Linked DNA regions of Triticum aestivum: region 2 is linked to region 1. The links are chromatin contacts, called in public Hi-C maps. All regions are on one chromosome and are shown on one strand. The core of a region is the stretch at or near the end of the contact, and the rest is flanking DNA. Distances in the headings are between cores, read along the strand shown. Region 1 has its middle 38 kb from the start of LOC123092239. Region 2 holds the start of LOC123092240 (probable galacturonosyltransferase 7).

Evidence for each region. A called contact is a pair of places that touch in the nucleus more often than the background predicts.
Region 2: a contact with region 1 is called in a Hi-C map of leaf, with 2.9 times the contacts expected there. The contact joins the promoter of LOC123092240 here to the enhancer-like site in region 1. A contact is called at or near these places in 2 of 5 Hi-C or Micro-C datasets (leaf and an unstated tissue) and 1 of 1 datasets of contacts at active chromatin or transcription factors (leaf).

What each region holds. Positions count from the first base shown.
Region 1 is chr4B:377,016,458-377,022,427 of IWGSC CS RefSeq v2.1, forward strand. No RefSeq gene overlaps it. Among protein-coding and RNA genes, the nearest start is that of LOC123092239, 38 kb to the left of the region's middle. Within about 2 kb of position 3,979, at least 4 of the 8 cell types and tissues checked have an H3K27ac peak or open chromatin away from gene starts, as enhancers often do. A contact at or near this core is called in leaf, where this site is marked.
Region 2 is chr4B:377,072,780-377,080,299 of IWGSC CS RefSeq v2.1, forward strand. It overlaps LOC123092240 (probable galacturonosyltransferase 7), which reads left to right and starts at 4,143. Exons shown (of 9, transcript XM_044513946.1): 1 at 4,143-4,620; 2 at 4,814-4,842; 3 at 4,991-5,101; 4 at 6,036-6,108; 5 at 6,571-6,632; 6 at 6,809-7,104; 7 at 7,362-7,520. The coding sequence starts at 4,503.

The DNA.
Region 1 (5,970 bases), core at 2,729-5,228:
AAAAACAAAGGACACCAGTGAGAAATGAAGAAAACAAAGTTATGAAGAAGAAGAAAAATAAAAGCCGAAGAAAAGTGGTGCGAAAAGAAAAGAAACTGGCAGAAAAAGAAGAACAAAAAAAGAAGAAGAAAAACCCCAGAGAAAACAAAGCAGAGCAAACCATAACCAGCGAACCTACACTGATGGGCCGGTCCATAGGCGCGCACCCTTCAGCGAGTTGAGCTTCCACCTCGTGGGGAGCTCCTATACGGCGCTGCAGGCGCCCGTTGGCGCTCCTGGCGCCTGCAGCGCCCCGCGCTGGGCCGGCCCATAAAGAAAACAAAGTTATGAAGAAGAAGAAAAATAAAAGCCGAAGAAAAGTGGTGTGAAAACAAAAGAAACTGGCAGAAAAAGAAGAACAAAAAAAGAAGAAGAAAAACCCCAGAGAAATCAAAGCAGAGCAAACCATAACCAGCGAACCTACACTGATGGGCCGGTCCATAGGCGCGCACCCTTCAGCGAGTTGAGCTTCCACCTCGTGGGGAGCTCCTATACGGCGCTGCAGGCGCCCGTTGGCGCTCCTGGCGCCTGCAGCGCCCCGCGCTGGGCCGGCCCATGAAGAGTGCAAAACAGAGAACACAAAACGCTCACAAAACCAAAATCGGGTAAAATAAAGAAAGAAAACCCAATAAAAACCGACAAAGAAACTCAAAAAACTAAGGAAACGAAATAAAATGAGGAAAAAAACAATGAAAGCAAAGTTTTACGAAGAAAGAAATAAAAATGAGAGAAAACCACCGAAAAACAAAGGACACCAGTGAGAAATAAAGAAAACAAAGTTATGAAGAAGAAGAAAAATAAAAGCCGAAGAAAAGTGGTGCGAAAACAAAAGAAACTGGCAAAAAAAGAATAACAAAAAAAGAAGAAGAAAAACCCCAGAGAAAACAAAGCAGAGCAAACCATAACCAGCGAACCTACACTGATGGGCCGGTCCATAGGCGCGCACCCTTCAGCGAGTTGAGCTTCCACCTCGTGGGGAGCTCCTATACGGCGCTGCAGGCGCCCGTTGGCGCTCCTGGCGCCTGCAGCGCCCCGCGCTGGGCCGGCCCATAAAGAAAACAAAGTTATGAGTAAGAAGAAAAATAAAAGCCGAAGAAAAGTGGTGTGAAAACAAAAGAAACTGGCAGAAAAAGAAGAACAAAAAAAGAAGAAGAAAAACCCCAGAGAAATCAAAGCAGAGAAAACCATAACCAGCGAACCTACACTGATGGGCCGGTCCATAGGCGCGCACCTTTCAGCGAGTTGAGCTTCCACCTCGTGGGGAGCTCCTATACGGCGCTGCAGGTGCCCGTTGGCGCTCCTGGCGCCTGCAGCGCCCCGCGCTGGGCCGGCCCATGAAGAGTGCAAAACAGAGAACACAAAACGCTCACAAAACCAAAATCGGGTAAAATGAAGAAAGAAGACCCAATAAAAACCGACAAAGAAAAAAAAACTAAGGAAACGAAATAAAATGAAGAAAGAAACAATGAAAGCAAAGTTTTACGAAGAAAGAAATAAAAATGAGAGAAAACCACCGAAAAACAAAGGACACCAGTGAGAAATAAAGAAAACAAAGTTATGAAGAAGAAGAAAAATAAAAGCCGAAGAAAAGTGGTGCGAAAAGAAAAAAACTGGCAGAAAAAGAAGAACAAAAAAAGAAGAAGAAAAACCCCAGAGAAAACAAAGCAGAGCAAACCATAACCAGCGAACCTACACTGATGGGCCGGTCCATAGGCGCGCACCCTTCAGCGAGTTGAGCTTCCACCTCGTGGGGAGCTCCTATACGGCGCTGCAGGCGCCCGTTGGCGCTCCTGGCGCCTGCAGCGCCCCGCGCTGGGCCGGCCCATAAAGAAAACGAAGTTATGAAGAAGAAGAAAAATAAAAGCCGAAGAAAAGTGGTGTGAAAACAAAAGAAACTGGCAGAAAAAGAAGAACAAAAAAGGAAGAAGAAAAACCCCAGAGAAATCAAAGCAGAGCAAATCATAACCAGCGAACCTACACTGATGGGCCGATCCATAGGCGCGCACCCTTCAGCGAGTTGAGCTTCCACCTCGTGGGGAGCTCCTATACGGCGCTGCAGGCGCCCGTTGGCGCTCCTGGCGCCTGCAGCGCCCCGCGCTGGGCCGGCCCATGAAGAGTGCAAAACAGAGAACACAAAACGCTCACAAAACCAAAAACGGGTAAAATGAAGAAAGAAAACCCAATAAAAACCGACAAAGAAACAAAAAAAACTAAGAAAACAAAATAAAATGAAGAAAGAAACAATGAAAGCAAAGTTTTACGAAGAAAGAAATAAAAATGAGAGAAAACCACCGAAAAACAAAGGACACCAGTGAGAAATAAAGAAAACAAAGTTATAAAGAAGAAGAAAAATAAAAGCCGAAGAAAAGTGGTGCGAAAAGAAAAGAAACTGGCAGAAAAAGAAGAACAAAAAAAGAAGAAGAAAAACCCCAGAGAAAACAAAGCAGAGCAAACCATAACCAGCGAACCTACACTGATGGGCCGGTCCATAGGCGCACACCCTTCAGCGAGTTGAGCTTCCACCTCGTGGGGAGCTCCTATACGGCGCTGCAGGCGCCCGTTGGCGCTCCTGGCGCCTGCAGCGCCCCGCGCTGGGCCGGCCCATAAAGAAAACAAAGTTATGAAGAAGAAGAAAAATAAAAGCCGAAGAAAAGTGGTGTGAAAACAAAAGAAACTGGCAGAAAAAGAAGAACAAAAAAAGAAGAAGAAAAACTCCAGAGAAATCAAAGCAGAGCAAACCATAACCAGCGAACCTACACTGATGGGCCGGTCCATAGGCGCGCACCCTTCAGCGAGTTGAGCTTCCACCTCGTGGGGAGCTCCTATACGGCGCTGCAGGCGCTGCAGGCGCTCCTGGCGCCTGCAGCGCCCCGCGCTGGGCCGGCCCATGAAGAGTGCAAAACAGAGAACACAAAACGCTCACAAAACCAAAATCGGGTAAAAATGATGCTCTCCTCAGGACTCGAACTCGCCACCGCATGCTAACAAACAGGTGCCACCAGCCGCATGAGCTACTTGCTATCTGTGACTACTAACAGAGGCAGCAGATTAATAACAAGGCCACGGTGCTATTCTATTGAACATAGTCATGATTTAATTTTTTGAATTATTTGGAAAAAAGATCATGATTTTGAAAAAAGTTCTTCATTTTGGAAGAAAACGTTCATTGACTTTCAAAAAAAAAGTTCATGAAATGAAAAAAGTGCAATAATTTTGAAAAAACAGTTCACAACAATGAAAAATGACCATGAGTTTGAAATAAGTTCATGGATTTGCAAAAAAGTTCACTGAAATTTGGAAAAAGTTCATTGAATTTCAAAAAAGTTCATCGGATTTGAAAAATAGTTCATCAAATTTTGAAAAAGTTCACCAACTTTTCAAAAAAGTTCATCGGATTTGAATTTTTTTTGGCAAAAAGTTCACAACAATTTTAAAAAAGTTCATCGGATTTGAAAAAAGTTCATGGGATATGAAAAAAGTTCATGGGTTTTTGAAAAAGTTAAGCGATTTTGCAAAAAAAGTACATCAAATTTCAAAAAAGTTCTTTCAATTAAAGGAAATTCGTCGGTTCTGAAAAAAGTTCATCGAATTTGAAAAAAAACCGCGCACTAAAGTAAACAAAGAAAAAAGAAAAAGAATAAAAAAGAAACTGAACTGAAGAAACAAAGTAAAAAAGAGAAAGACGAGCTAACCTTACACGCTCGAGCGGGTGTCCCTTGTGGCTACAGCAGTGCGCTTTCAACAACTTGGTCGTGTGTTCGAATCCCCGTCTGCACACAGTTTTTGCTAGTTCAAAACCAAAAAAAAAAGAACGTAACGGGCCGGCCCAATAAGAAATGCCTGCAGGCGCCGCCAACCGGCGCATAAGCGCCAAATAGGATATGCCCACCTCGTGTCAGGCGAGATATAGCTCTCACGGGCAAGCAGGGGCCTGCCCCCTGCCAACGTTTGAGAGTCATCAATTATTGACAGAATTTACATCGCACCAGAAGGTCCTCTTCGCAAGAGCTATTTGTCGCATTAAGCGATCCCTCAGACTAGTCTCGCGTCGAGAGTTTCTCTGGTGGGCTGGCCCATTACCGCGCTAGAAAAATAGACGGGAAAAAGCAGGACCATCAAGGATGGATACCTGGTCGTCACGGACACACGCAGCGGGACTAGCCACTACGCCAGCCAACCAGTTTGTAAAAAATACGGGCGTGACTTACTTGAAGCAAGAAATTACAGTTTTTCTCTGTTTTTTCCTTTTCTTCTTTTTTTTCCCTCTCTTTTTTCCCTTTTTGGTTTCCTTTTCTTTTTTATTCTTCGTGTTTTTTCAGTTTTGTCATTTTCCTGTTTCTTTGGTTTATTTTGTTTCTTTTTGGTTTTCATCTTTTATTGGTTTATTTTGTTTGTTTTTAGGTTTTAATTTTTTTTGCTATATTTTCTTTTCTTTTGTTTCGTCTGTTTATTTTTTTCATTCTTTTCTTTTTTCATCTCCATTTTTGTTTGGTTTTTTCCTCCATTTTTGTTCTGGTTTTCTTTTTCTTTTCTATTTTTTTCTTTTCTGTTTTCTTATTTTTATTTTTGTTTTCACTCTACATTTTTGTAACAGTCAGCATTTTTTGTATACACGTTCAACATTGTCCGAATGCTTATTCAATATTTTTCAAATAATTGCTCAACATTTGAATAAATTTTCAAATAATTGTTCAACATTTTAATAGTTATTCAAGATTTTTTAAATACTATTTTTGAATACTTATTCAACATTTTCAAATACTTGTTAAATATTCTTCATATACTCATTCAACATTATTTTAATGCCTATTCAACATTTTTTCAAATACTTTTTCAACATCTTTCGAGTTGTTGTTCACATTTTCAAATACTTTTTTAATATTTTTCATATATTCTTTCAACATTTTTAATAAATATTCAATCTTTGTCAAATACTTGCTCAACATTTTTAATACTTATTCAACATTTTCAAATACTTGTTCAATATTTTTCAATATCTTGTTCAACATTTTTTAATACTTATTTATTATTCTTTTCAATTGTGTTACATATATAGGACAAAATTTTCCTACTACCGGGTGTAGTTACTCCCAGTTTTGTTTCATACGTTCTAGGTAGTATCTATCATATCGGAGAGTATGTACGTGTAGTATGTAGTATGTAAGAATGTTTAGGTAGTATATATATACTATTTTTTAGATAGTATGTAGTATATTTTGAGCATACTCATTTTTATGTACAAATATGTACGTATTTGACAAATATTATAAAAACATGGGCTCACATGCAATTTTTTCAGATAACTCTCTTTATAGTATCTTAGATATAGTATATGAACATAGTAAAAATAATAAAATAGAGTATATACTACCACATAGTAGTATATGAGAAAGAGGTGTAACTACACCCGGTAGTAGGATGCATTTTCCCTATATATATAGGGGTGCCGCGGCTGGGCTGGCTATCACGCGAGAAATAGGGGTGCCCGGCTTGTAGGTTGTCAAATAGCGACCTAGCGTACCCTTGGGCCGGCTCACCTAGATCCTTTTCGGTTTTAGGAAGGTTCTGGAATATTCCCATACCCTATTTTTAATATTTTTGTGTTTTTACCTTCGCTTTTTTCTGATTTTTTCATTTTGATTCTTTCCTTTCTTGTTATCATTTTTTAATTATTTTTTCATGTACTGTTCCTCTTTCAGTTTTTTTATTTTCTCATTTATGTTTTACTTTTGTGAACGTCATTCAAATTCGTAAACATTTTTAAATTGTGATTTTTCTAAATTTATGATTTTTTAAAAAGATAGTGAAAATAGTTGTAAAAATCTTGCACATTTTTTTGCTTTGATGAACATCTTTGGAAATGCATGAACTGTTTTCAAATAAATGAACAATTTTCAATCAGTGAACATTTTTTGAATCGATGATTTTTCT
Region 2 (7,520 bases), core at 2,893-5,392, 56 kb after region 1:
CAACTACAACAGTCGAAAATCAATACAATAGTAATTTGCCATGTGCACCGCGAGGGGCGTAGGCTGGGCATTGGATCAAAACTAGTCGTATGGGGGAAGGAAAATGATTCTAATCATCCAACCGATAATGACGCGGGCGTCCGTAGCCTTCATAGCCGTCGGATCTGATCTTAATCAAATAGCTCAGGAGCAACGTATTCCATAGACTAAGTTTTACAACTTAGTAGTTTTTGCAATCTTTCCCACCGCAACAATTGATGTGTTGCGGGATCTGGATCCCCCACCTCCCTTGCTCCTCCAGAGCCCTCGTCAAGCCAAAGCCCCACACGCTACTAAGATCACGACCACCAGCAAACACTCCAATGATGCCGCTGACAAGCAGGACCACTGCCGTGGGCAAGCACGCTGACGAGGCCACCGACAAGCCCATTGACGAGGTTGTCGACAAGCACGAACAGTCGCCCTGTGTTCCTCTCGAGCTCCTCCCCCCCCCCCCCCCCCCCCCCCAAGCTGACGCCTCCCCACAACGCTCCAACCATAGCCATCGGGGCTCGCCGTCGGTAAGCACGCCGACACGCTCGCCCTGAAGGAGCACCGGCGTCCATGGTTCTCGCCTCTTCCTTGAGCTTCAACCGCAACAACAGTTCCTACAACATTATCTATGTTGCATAAATTTTCTGCAATTTGACCTTTCTTGCAAAAAAAATTGCGAATATTTCTAAGACATCATCTCTGCTGCGAAAAATTTCAACAACACGGTCTCTGTTGCAAATGTTTCTGCGACATGACTTATGTTGTCAAATGTTTCTACGACACGACTTATGTTGCAGAAATAGAGAATGACGCTCCGCCACTAGATTGAGCCTGATGCGACAGCTCGCAAGGCGGCGAATTTTTCCAAATGATCGGCCGACCGATGGGGAAGGGTTTACCTTTTTTCCAACAAAAATCACTCGAGTAGAGTTACTGAAGCGAGGGGAAACATAACCAGAAGTGAATCCACAATGCCGGTCTCGATTCTAAACTGTTCCCCGGATGCACAAGCCAAGGGGACCGACGCTAGCTGGCTAGCAAAGACGGTGACGCCCAGCGAAACAGAAAGCTCGCCCGCCCCCATCCCTATCTTTCTTTGGATAATCTCTACGGCCTAGCCTAGGTCCCACATCCAAAAACAGGAGCACCGGATGATGCCTGCCCTTCATAAGCATTGTCCTACATTATCCCTTCCCCAATCTTCCTCAACACACGATTGCTTGTGGAAATGGGCGTATCAACATTTTTGGTGCTTTTCCCAAAAGCACCAATAACCTCTCTTACTATAGCTTTTCCTAGTGCCTGCATCAAATGCAAGAAAAGGTGCAAAAGAGATGTTATTCTCAAGAATATATATATAGAAATGTTAGTTTGGCCTCCCCATCACATCATACTATAAAGAAATCCAAGCATGGAAGTGTCGGTGAGTATATAGATCTAGGTGAGCCATTTATGTTGGCGGTGGACATGGTGCCCCCTCTTCTACAGAGCATATTCACGCATTTAGAAAAAAAGAGGGGCAGATTTATGAATAGGGAAGGCGAGATCCATCCTCCACCATCATCATCACCTTCTCCGACTTCACTCAACTGTTTCTTCAATCTTCCCTCTTTTGTGAGCACGTTCAGGCACTCCGGTTAGCGGGGGAAAGGGGTATGACTCACAACACGGTGCCACTAATTATTGCCTTGCCTGGTCAGGCCTAGTGAACGTTCTTGTTGTTGTTGTAGGTAGCATCCGATTGGAAGAACGCGCTGCGCGTCACTGTCATCAAATTTGAACGGGTTGGTAAAGCTCTGTGCAATGGCAGATTACAAAAGTGTCTGCATTGGCATCACTGGATGCGTGGGCCCATGGGGCGACTTGATATCCTGTGGCATCCGCTCTGTGGTCGCTGCATCGCTCATCACATTCTTATGTAGAATTTTTGACATGAAAAAAAAACAGTTGTTTGGGTAAAATCGTTTTGCATCCTACTGCACACTGTAACATCAGGCGTGCGACCTTCTTGGATCCACCCCATTTTTCCGTAGCAATATACAGGTGTACTGTATGTAGCAATACTCCAAGTCTTTTTTTGCTGATATATGGTGTACTGGCAGATGATTAATTTCTTTTGTCCGAATAAGTACTTTGTATTTGAACGTGCAAAAATGCGTCTAAGTACTGCAGAATGTATAATTGACCATTCAGTTGTGAATAGATACTAGCTCTAACTAAAATAATTGGTTGCTTTTCTAGAAAAAATCAAGAAAACTAGGGCTGTAATAACTATGTCTTTTTATGAATCTTCAAATTCTTTTCTCATTGGTCTTTTTTTTTTGTGAGTAAGCAGATTTTGCGCATCTTTTCGTTACTATAGAAGAAATTAGAATGAGTACAAGTTACGATACAACGCACAGAACGAACGCAAAACAGCGTCGGCATGGTGCCCAGCAGAGAGACAAGGGATGCTCGATCCGAATAGAGAATATAACGCAACAAAAACCTTCTAGTCCGGCCTCCAGCCATGGAAGGCGAGGAGACAGAGCTTAGGATACCCAACGGCATCACAACCAACACAAGGCACCTCCATCGCGCACACACGACTCCAACCCGACTAGATCAACGTACCCCTACCAAGAACGCCTAAAGATCGAGTGCAGGACCCGACCGAGATGGAGACGGGAGCCATGGAGGAAGCGCTGGCGAAGTCGGACAAAGCGCCCCGGTTGCCCACACCGTGAGAGGCAGGCTAAACCAACGCGACGCCAACATCTCCAAGACCACCATCGGGGGCGCCGTGAGAAAACAAGGGGACTCCTTCAAGAAGGGGAACGACACCTGACATCATCGTCGTCCGGCCGAAGAATCAGACCTGGAGTTTCCCCCGGTGCTCGAAGAGGGGCACAAACAAAGGCCATGACAACGCCTCCAAGAAGGGAACGACACCCGTGAGTGTCACCGCCGCCAACATCAGCAAGCGGAGCAGGGTTTTTTGCCCTAGCGTGAGTCTAAGCAATCCCAAAGCCACCGAAAGGAAATAAAGACGATGAAGTCAAGTCGTTGGCCAGAGCCGTCAATACAAGAAGGGGAGTTGTGTCCGCCGCCGGATAATGGCACCGAAAGTCGCTGACACACGAGCTTTGGATCTGTCAGAAGGACGAAGCATGGAGGTGGTGGGTGGGAGAGACAACAAGGCAGTGAAAGTCGACGCAAGGGATCTGACGGTGGCGGGTGACTACAAAGAGCCAAGAATCAGAGAGATGCAGATTTGAACTGTCGGGGCAGGAGCCGCTAGAGAGCCGATGAGGCAAACAAGCTGAAGGGTACGGAACTATCATATCACTAAGGCCAGAACAACGCAGACAAAGGACGCTGGAGGAGGCATGCCCAGGCCACCAGGGCTGGAGTTGCACCGACAAGTAGCCCATTTGCGAGGCCTCTCACGCCTGGCGCACCACCATGTCAACACCCTGGGGAAAGAACCATCAGAATCCCTTCAAATTCATCCTCCCATAGTTGTCACCGTAGCTCGGAGGTGGGAGGAAACGCCGGAGACGAGGAGAAACCCCTGCGGTCGAGAAGGGTCGTCGCTCCTGGAGATGATCCCGCCCCACACCATCAGGCAACCATGGCGCGCTCGCATTAACGTCACAAGGAGAAATGCCTCGCCACCACCTTCCCTAGGCGCGCACAGCCTTCGTCGTTGTTCCCTCTGGCAGCGGCAAAACGGGGGATCTGGGGTCACTGGCGGCGCGACTAGAGTTCCCCATGTCACATGTCTCTCATCGGAAATGACCTGCACCCAAAGAGTTTTAAATTTCTCTATATAAAAGAAAGATGCTGGAACTAATTCGAAGTGCTGCAAGGATGAGCTGCCATAGCAGATTGTCCGCAGCACCACTGATATCCATTACAATTCGGTAAGTTTTATTCCCTCCGTCCCATATTAATTGAGCCTGAGCTGGATGTATCTAGACGTCAATTAATATAGGGCGGAATAAGTAATAAACAGCATAGCAAAATCGAATTTTGTTAAAACTCCAAATAAAACCTCTCCTCTACAAGGCAGAAAACCCCAAATAAAAGGAAAGGGTTGAAAACGAGACGCAGCAGGCGAGGCAAAAGGGCCATTATTCCTTGACACCCCTTGTCCTCCAAATCCCAAATCCAAACAAGAAGAAACAATACAATCCTCTTTCTCTTTCTCTTTCTCCCTGCGACGCGACGTCCTCCGCTCCCTGCCCTGTCTTCTCGCGCACACTAACCAATCCGAGCGTCCGGCGCCGCGGCTCCCAAATCGCCACGCACCGATCGGGCCCGGCGTCACTGGCGTCCCCGTGCCATTGCCCCAATCGGGAGGCATTCATCTGCGCGCCGCTGCCCTGCCCCGTCTCGGCGGTGGCGGTGGTGGTATGATCAGTAGAGGGCCACGCGGCGGCGACGGCGGCGGCGGAGATTAGGGTCTTGGGAAGGGGGAGGAGGTTATGAAGGCGACTGCGCCGCCGGCGAAGAGGCGGAGGGGCCCGCGGCTGGCGGTGCTGGCGCTCGTCTTCTGCTCGCTGCTCGTACCGATCGCCTTCCTTTTCAACCGCTTCCCCGCCGGTGAGTTCTTCACGTCCCTCTTGTCCCCTACCCGGATTTCGGTAATGCGGGTGGCGCCGCGGCTTACTCGATCGGATCCGCGCCATTCCCGGCGGATCTGTTGTTTCGTTAATTGTCGTTTAGTGCTGGATTCTGGTGTTTTTGTCCTTCTTACTTGAGCCGATTTTCTGATTGGTTTGGTTGTTTGCTGCAGTGTACGTGACGGATGAGCGCCCCCAACAGGTAACTTTCTCTTTTTTCTAACAAAAATTAAAATTATATATGCGGACGTTTGTCCAAGTTTTCATGGATTGCTTTTTATGAAAATGGTGATGTGTTGGGATAGTATGACTGATTCCTGCTACCACGTGTTCATTTGTGCTGGATTTAGGAGGTTACTTTGCCTTCATTCGATCGCTTAGTGGTAGAAAGAGACAGGATTGTACATCAAGTGCCGCGGCAGGGTGGTAGAGATGTGAACGCAGAGACAGAGGTTACTCAGGTTAGTGGCTTTGCATTTTTCTTATGTACTGACATTGATGAACTCATATAACCGCATCTAGATCATTCCACGGAAAGCTATGTGTATTTTGTTCGACACTTCTAGTGTTTGGTTTTAGCCCCTGTTTGTTCTCCGCTTTTAATGTCATGAAACTTAATAACACTAGTGATGCCTACTAGCACGCCTTGTTACTAAAAGATACAGTACCCCATAATCTTTGATGTTCACTAGCATGAAAAATAGCAGTTCAGAACTTTGGTCCTGACTTTTGTTCAGTAGGCCAAAACATGAGCCCACAAGTTCGTTTAAAATTAACAGGCCATGCTTGCTCTACTCTCACATGAGTCATTTCTGCCACTCTTCCTCGTATTGTCTATCAGCATGTTTCAGACTTACCAGCAGGAGTAGGCATTTTTTCCAAATACCATCTAGTCTAGGCCTATGCTAAAAGGAAATTGTGCATAAGCTCTTACATAAAAAAAATCAAAGAAAATTTTATTGACCGACTGTATCATGAAGTATATGGGGTTACTTGAAGCAGACCAAATTGAGTTGAACAGTGTTTTTTTTTTGGTCAGCTTAAAGAAACATGGTGCACTCCTCACCATTGTCTTCTTCTGTGCCACCTCTCTTCGACCGAATAGGACAATATGGAAAACGCATACAGAAATAATTCAAGCCAGCAATTCAAACAGCTACAAACCATCCCATAGGGATGCCAAACAAAGTGATATATCAAAGAAGTAGTATATTTAATCTCTCCACCCTAGTCTCTTTCTTCATGATTATGAACTATGAAGGCTGTGAAAAGTATATGTTGTAGAATCAGTTAATACATTCTGTTATTATTTTTGCATAGATTACTAGTGTTTTCCGTTACAGCTTTGGATAATTTGAATCATTGATGTGTTATCCTTTACTCCTTTTTCTTCAGGATGTGCACGGAAAGAATTCCAAGGGCAATATAGACTTGCATCACCAAATTGATACTGAACATAAAGTTAAAGGTTAGTAGTGTCTGCAACACTGTTACATAAAGTTTAATTGAATATATGAGAATGCCATAATCAATTATGCACCAAATTCCATTCATGTAAGTGAACTTTTAGATATACATCATTTCGAAATGTTTCAGGAAAAATATTATAATGTTGTAGGAAACCAGTTACCTGGACACTGAAAAATAGTTGGCCTTTTACTCAATTTGCTTCAGCACCTCACCATCTTCGCTGTTACTTGTTTCCAGTGCACGCCTTTTTGCCACTATATCTTAAAATAAACTATTAATACATAACTCTGAACAAATGCTGGTGTGTTTATCTAGGATGTGATGATAATTAACCATACTTTTTCTTCTAAGATCAAGCAATGTATGCGTTTGTAGTGTGTCTTCTCTACCCGATTCTCTTCTCATGATGTACTCATGTTTCAGTTGGTTACGCTGACCCACTAATTGGCACTGTATGCAGTTCTCCCCCCACCAAAAATTGAACAAGTGAAGCCAGTACCAGTTCCAGTTCCACCCAGAAAAGTATGATGGCTCTTATTTTGCTGTTTCTCTTTGTACATAAGTCATGCTTTACCTTCTGAAGCATAACTTCATTTTCCCATTAATATATACTTACTTTTTCTTACTTGAGCCCAAGCTGTAATTTTGTTACTCTTTTAAGAGAAGTACTGATGGTTTGGAGAATATATTGATGCCAGGATTTCAGTGACAACATGAGACGTCCCAGGGTCCCAAGTGCTGATGAATTGGAGAAGGCTAAGGCTTGTCAACTTGAATTCGGGAGTTACTGTCTCTGGTCCATTGAACACAAAGAAGTTATGAAAGATGCCATTGTAAAAAAACTAAAAGATCAGCTATTTGTGGCTCGATCTTACTACCCGAGCATTGCCAAACTTAAAGGAAAGGAGGCACTGACTCGTGAATTGAAGCAGAATATCCAAGAACATGAAAGGGTTCTAAGTGAATCCATTGTTGATGCTGATCTACCATCCTTGTGAGTATTTATTCGGCATGCTTGTTATTCTTCTTGACCCGTTTAGCATTTCATGGTTCCATCTTGTATGTTGAAATTATGACAACAGATCATTTATGCATTGCATGGGGTTGAAATGCTTTGTTACATCTTACATGTATATTTTTTCTTAGTGTTCATATTGAATTTGTATCCGGTATGGTTGACTGGGAAAGTACTATCAGTCATGACTGCATTTAATTGTTTGTTACTGAATGACACTTGACCTGCGCTTTCAGCATAAAAAAGAAGATAGAGAGGATGGACCGTGCAATAGCAAGAGCCAAATCATGCACTGTGGATTGTAACAATGTTGACAAAAAGCTTCGCCAGATACTTCATATGACGGACGATGAAGCTCATTTTCATATGAAGCAGAGTGCCTACTTATACAACCT